Linked DNA regions of Zea mays: region 2 is linked to region 1. The links are chromatin contacts, called in public Hi-C maps. All regions are on one chromosome and are shown on one strand. The core of a region is the stretch at or near the end of the contact, and the rest is flanking DNA. Distances in the headings are between cores, read along the strand shown. Region 1 holds the start of LOC100192600 (40S ribosomal protein S23). Region 2 holds the start of LOC100285917.

Region 1 (3,219 bases), core at 196-2,695:
GTTTAACTCAATCTTTATCTCAAGCTATCAATCTTACATTATCTATTCTTTAAGATTGACCCAAAGATGAATTGAATTGATGTATTTATAACTTCATATTCATCTCGAGCAAGATCTTATGTTGTAGGGACCAAAGGATTTACCTTCATGGAAATCAAACAAAAGACCTATAACTAAGGGATATCTAAAGGACAGTAACAATTAAATCTAAAAGTGCACATTGCTTTCAATTAGTATATTCATTTGTGTCTTACGTAGGCACATAGGAAAAATGAAGCACTTGAGGATGAACTTAAAAGATTCTATCTTGACTTGAAAAAGATCCAATCACATGGTAGATCTCATATTCATCATTCTTATATGTGGCAATCCACATGCTTTAATTGGTGATGAGTATTTCTTGGCATATTTCAAATTGATTCTTATTAATGCCATTATCTAAACATAAAGAGGATTATACCAAGTTCTTAAATGAATAGAGTGCTAAGTAAGAAATTCAAATTCTCAAGAACACTTTTTAAAAGGGAAATTCTCTATATAACTAGAGTTGTGAGACTAATGTTTCTATCCAAGTGTTTATGTAGTCTCACAACATGAGAACGTGTTTCTCAAATGGAGTGTGCCATTTAACGTTCAAGAAGATCAATCCAATACTATGTGATGTATTCCTTCATGTCTAAATTGGTTTAGAATCGTCCACATTAATCACTCACCATGCTATGAATTAAACCTGCCATGTAAACTTAATTAAATAATCATGCTATTTCTTATCTTGTTTAAATTGGTGTTATGCATGATATTTATAAGAGTAATTTAGTTCATATCACCACCGTGGTCGATCCCTCCTCGTCCTCATGCCCCTTGTCCATTCCCTCACCACCGTGGTCGAAGGCGGCAACAACCATCTTTGGGAGGACGGGGGGTGGGGGTGGGGGCAAGCAGGGGAGGACGGGCGTTCCATGAGGTCTATTCGAAACTTGGAGGGCTGGGAAGACTGAGGGGTCCCAGAGCCAAGCACGTCGTGGGTTGCGGCGCCAAGGTGGGGGAGCACGGGCCAAGGAGACAGACCCTGAAGACGACAACGGTGGGTGCAGGGAAATCACGAGCGAGAGGCGGGGACATGGTAATGTTAGAAGTCTACACTGTACGTACTTAATAAGTAGTAGAGTAAAGACATAAATAAAGTTTGGTTTGATACCTAACTTGTCATACTTTACCTAACTTTTTTTTGCCTAAGATTAGTTTTTCAATTCGAACGACTAACCTTAGTCAAAGTGTGGCATATTTAGACACCAACCAAACAGCCCCCAAGTTTGTCCCCTCCCCGGCTTTGCACTCCCCGCAACCACCGTGGTAGACCGAGTCCACCGTTCCAATCCCTACGCCAACGCTAACCATCACGACCGTAGCTTCTATTCAGAAGCACGGATCTCAAAGCAAGCAGCAACACCGCCAAACCCTAAACACCAAAGCCCCGCATATAAATACCTTCCCCTCCCATCTTTTCCCCTCTCCTGCCGCCGCCGCCGCTCCCGCTCCCAGCTCGTGTTCCGCTTCTTGCAGCCGTCGCCGCGAAGCGCTCCAGAGAACTTCCGTCAACATGGGGTATCTCACTGTCTTCTGTTGAAGTTTTTTGATCTATCCTCGTGTCCATCTATTTTCTGGCTTAGCGATTATGAGTGTGGTTCGGTGTGACTGCATAAGTGCATCTGGTTGCTTGACGCGCAGCTTTGCTTGCGCTAATGTGAAGTATACATCGTGATCTATTTTGATTTCTTCTCAGTATCCACGTGAAGCTTATTGACGGTCCAGTGCTGATCAGATACTACAACGTCAGCGCTAAACATATTCATAAGCGACATTAATCCGTTGCTGCTGTGTAGCAATATCTTTCTTGGTCCAGTTACTTGGATTTGGGAAGCTATGCATGGTAGCATACACCTTCATTATTCTTCGCGTTTTCAAAGAGTCGCCTTTTTTTGTGAAACTTCATTTGAAGTTTTGCGAAACTCCCGATTTGGAGCCTTGAAGCGATTACAGTTATAATCCATTTATTTAAGAGTCAACAGTTTAGCTGTTCAGGTACTGCAGGTGTAGTGCACCTAGTGTTTTTCTCACAAACATTTTAGACGCTTATTCTAGTACACAGTGAGGTGACGAAAACTTAATTAGAACTAGGAAAACTGTATATAAGTGTGTCAATATATCGACTAATATCTTGATTCAGACATTCGGTTACCTGTTTTGTTCATGTAATGTCGAATTGTTGTGTGGTATTAGTCCTTTTCTTTCTAGCACTGTTAAAAAGGGTTTTGGCATGCATTGTCAGTTGTAATGTGGGGTTTTGGGATGCATTGCCAGTTGTAATGTGGTAGTCTATCACATTTGGATAGACCACTACATTAAAATGTTAAAACGTGATCTGCTTTCTTATACAGGAAGACACGTGGTATGGGAGCCGGGCGCAAGCTCAAGACCCACCGCAGGAACCAGCGGTGGGCTGACAAGGCATACAAGAAGAGCCATTTGGGCAATGAGTGGAAGAAACCCTTCGCTGGGTCATCCCATGCCAAGGGCATTGTCCTGGAGAAGATGTAAGCAGATGCTAAAACTTTACTTTTTTCTTGCACACTTCGCCTTTTAACTCAATTGAGCAAATAAACACTGATAATAATGCAGTGGTATTGAGGCCAAGCAGCCCAACTCCGCTATCCGTAAGTGTGCTCGTGTTCAGCTTGTTAAGAATGGCAAGAAGATTGCTGCCTTCGTGCCAAATGACGGTTGTTTGAACTACATTGAGGAAAATGTATGATACTCTTTGTCCCGAACTGTTATAATTCTTGTTTGCAGCCTATTGTGCAAGCCCAAACTTGACTTGTCCCATCTCTGTCTAGGATGAGGTCTTGATTGCTGGATTTGGTCGTAAGGGGCACGCTGTGGGAGATATTCCTGGTGTCCGGTTCAAGGTCGTCAAGGTTTCCGGTGTGTCTCTGCTTGCCCTTTTCAAGGAGAAGAAAGAGAAGCCAAGGTCTTAGATTGCTCTTGCTACCAAAATCAGCAAGCGTGGAGTTGAAACGGGAGGGCGTTAGATGATTAAGAAGAATGGTTGCTTGCTATGTTTGCAGTGCATTCGTGCAATTGTTAACCTAAGATTTTGTTGGTGAAAACGATTTCTTTTCAGACTTGCTTCTGTTGAGTGCTATCATTCCATATCAATGT
Region 2 (3,219 bases), core at 515-3,014, 130 kb after region 1:
ATTCTGCATGGATCTCAGACCTGTAGCTCTTCCATAAACACTAATACCTCCACAACTTTGTATTGCTCTGTATGACTGTATCCAAGATTGGAAAAAGGTTACCTCATCAGTGAGCCTTGGTTGAATAAGGTTCTTCGCATAATGAATATATTTCTTCAAAAATTTGACAGTTAGCCTGTCCTGCTTGGATTTCTTTCCTCTTCTTCTATCCTGACCATGGAGCATTCTATCATACTTGACAAAAATGGCTGCATTAGCATCACCATCATCTTCTTCAGCATATCCCTCTTTATCAAGAGACCTTGCTCCTACAGATTATGAGGTTTGTCTTTTATTAACCAAACGAAAAGAATTAAAGAACTGAAAACAAATATATATTGAATATATATTGGACTGTAAAACAGAAAAACTACCTCCATCGTCAGTGCAATATCTATGCATTCGTGCAACGTGTTCTGAGATTTGCCGGTCAATCTCAGGGTCCATTTGATCAAGAACAGTAAAAAGTAAATCAAAACAAGAAAGCAGTGAATCTGGAAGCCCGATATTCTTTGTTGGTGTCAATGAACGATCATACTGTCATAAAGCCAGGAATTGTTGTCAGAAATAGCAAACAATCAAGAGGTACTATGGAGCAAGTGAAAGACATGATAAGAGCTTAGCAGCTTACAGTTCCATATATTGGATTTGCTGCAGCAATTACACTACATCTTGCATTTAGTGAGGCATGTATTCCTGCCTTTGCAATGGTTACAGTTTTCTGTTCCATAACTTCATGAATAGCAACTCGATCTTGATCATTCATTTTATCAAATTCATCAATGAAGACAACACCACGATCAGCAAGAACAATGGCACCAGCTTCAAGCCATGGCATCAGCTTGAATTTTATCAAAAAAAAAACTGAGACGAAATCGTTGACAATTTGTAATAATTCGATTTTTAGATAGCACAATTTGAATGGACATGATTATATTTTGACTGCAACACTGTATTTTTAGATAGCACAATGTTGTGTATTTTTAGATAGCACAGTCTACGTGCTAGCTTGTTTAACTATTGCTGTTATGCGCCCATGTGGACAGCGTGAGCCCATGGATTTATACTGATTCATTAGTCGCTGGAGGTGTTTGCTTGTTTATGAGGGCCCTTGGATTGCTAATGTGGATTGGCCCATGGATTTTGAAAGGATCGGAGCGGATTAGGGTGAGAAGGTTTTAAAATCGATTCGGATTGAGCTACAACAAATTATTTTGGATTTAGGTAGGGCCGAGTCAGCTTCTAAGTCTTCTAGGATTGGAGTGGGGTTAGGGCTGGATTGTGACCCATTCTCAGGCCTACGTCGGGCGCGTGGGTTCCTAAGCTGCTTACTTGGCTTTGGTGTGGCCGCGCGGTGTGCTGTGGGCTGTGGCGTTGCCGTCTTGGGTTTCGTCGCTTGGCGAGCACGGATGAGGATCGAGGAACGCTCGAGGCAGGTGGGTCAGTCAGTCGTGCGACCAAATACATAAATTACCATGATATTATATCCCATTGCAACGCACGGGTACTTATCTAGTCAGGTCATTAAATGTAAATGAAATGGCATTGTTGGAAGAAATCCGGTAGAAATAACATATCAAGTTCTCTACCACCGGGTCCACTTTCGTAAAACAAAAATAGAAGTCGACCGACAGGAGCTAGACGACGGGCCCATGGCCAGGGCCCACTCGCTCTTGTTCCCTATTTACAGCCGACGAACGGCCCAGATACCTCCGCTTCCACCATCGCACCCACCCGGAGCGCCTCCTCTTCTCCAGCGTCCGATCCCCATTCCCCACCTCTCCTCCCTCCGCCGCCAGCTCCCGCCCCCTTCTCTCCCCTCCTCGCCTCCCCGCGCGCGCGTTTTTATAAGGTACGTACGGCGCGTCGACACGCTGCGCGCCCGCCACCTTCCGATTCCCGGCGGCACCTCTCTACGATCTGACGCGATCGATGACGTGTGGCTTCGTCTTGGTGGATCTAGGGTTTCGGCGGAGGCGCCCGGTCGCTGGCGATGGCCGACGACGGCGGGAGCCACGAGGGCAGCGGCGGCGGCGGAGGCGTCCGGGAGCAGGACCGGTTCCTGCCCATCGCCAACATCAGCCGGATCATGAAGAAGGCCGTCCCGGCCAACGGCAAGATCGCCAAGGACGCTAAGGAGACCCTGCAGGAGTGCGTCTCCGAGTTCATATCATTCGTGACCAGCGAGTAAGTTGACAGTTGGCACCGCCTGGTAGACGGTAGCGTAGCGTAGCCTTGGTCTTGGATCGGGTTGGTTTTTCTTTGTTTTAATGTAGGATAGGTTCTGATGTAAGTTCACGGGTGCTGGTTGCAGGGCCAGCGACAAATGCCAGAAGGAGAAACGAAAGACAATCAACGGGGACGATTTGCTCTGGGCGATGGCCACTTTAGGATTCGAGGAGTACGTCGAGCCTCTCAAGATTTACCTACAAAAGTACAAAGAGGTCATTGATGGCTTACCCTCACTGTGTTGTAGATGTGGATCTTCTCTGTTTATTATAATGTTTCGTACATCTCTCTCATGGTGTTTCTTTATGCCCTTTGCATGTTCTCTTCTGATGACGGGCTGGTTATTACAGATGGAGGTATGCAATCTACATGCTTTTATTTATTTTTTCTGTCAGAACAACACTTATTTGACTTTGCTTTGGCTGAACCGTAGAAGTTTACAGTGTACACAACCTAATCAGTTTATTGACCTATAGTACCTTAGTCAGAAAACATAGAGCACTTGACAGGAAATACACACAATCAGCTTTGGAAGCTGCAAACTAGTATGTATTAAATAACCTGAACAAGACTGCTAGTTCTAAGAAACATTGCATACATGATCTCGTTTTTTCTTCCATAATTGACTGTTGTTGTTTGGCTGCACAACCTACCAATCATAGCAAGCTCCTGGGTAACTAATGTGGTAGCTGTGAACAAGTTAATACTGTCATGTACTGTTTGCACAGCCAGGCCCAGGATGCAACTGAATACTGATCACAATTTTTTTTTTGGAAAATTTTCGTAGGGTGATAGCAAGCTGTCTACAAAGGCTGGCGAGGGCTCTGTAAAGAAGGATGCAATTAGTCCCCATGGTGGCACCAGTAGCTCAAGTAATCAGGTTAGTTTTTTTTCATATGTGTTGACCACTATCCCAGTTATACTCTGGCAGTCTTACTAGTTACTACTCAT

Evidence for each region. A called contact is a pair of places that touch in the nucleus more often than the background predicts.
Region 2: a Hi-C map of leaf shows a contact between it and region 1, with 5 times the contacts expected there. The contact joins the promoter of LOC100285917 here to the promoter of LOC100192600 in region 1. A contact is called at or near these places in 3 of 25 Hi-C or Micro-C datasets (ear, leaf and tassel).

Annotation. Positions count from the first base shown.
Region 1 is chr3:187,397,608-187,400,826 of Zm-B73-REFERENCE-NAM-5.0, forward strand. It overlaps LOC100192600 (40S ribosomal protein S23), which reads left to right and starts at 1,446. Exons shown (of 4, transcript NM_001137815.2): 1 at 1,446-1,605; 2 at 2,439-2,594; 3 at 2,680-2,806; 4 at 2,895-3,219. The coding sequence starts at 1,601. The coding sequence ends at 3,035.
Region 2 is chr3:187,527,882-187,531,100 of Zm-B73-REFERENCE-NAM-5.0, forward strand. It overlaps LOC100285917, which reads left to right and starts at 1,765. Exons shown (of 8, transcript NM_001291585.1): 1 at 1,765-1,891; 2 at 2,003-2,226; 3 at 2,354-2,483; 4 at 2,619-2,624; 5 at 3,056-3,148. The coding sequence starts at 2,033. LOC103651044 (DNA replication licensing factor MCM3 homolog 1-like) reads right to left here and starts at 892. Exons shown (of 4, transcript XM_020550982.1): 1 at 671-892; 2 at 414-576; 3 at 103-308. The coding sequence starts at 877.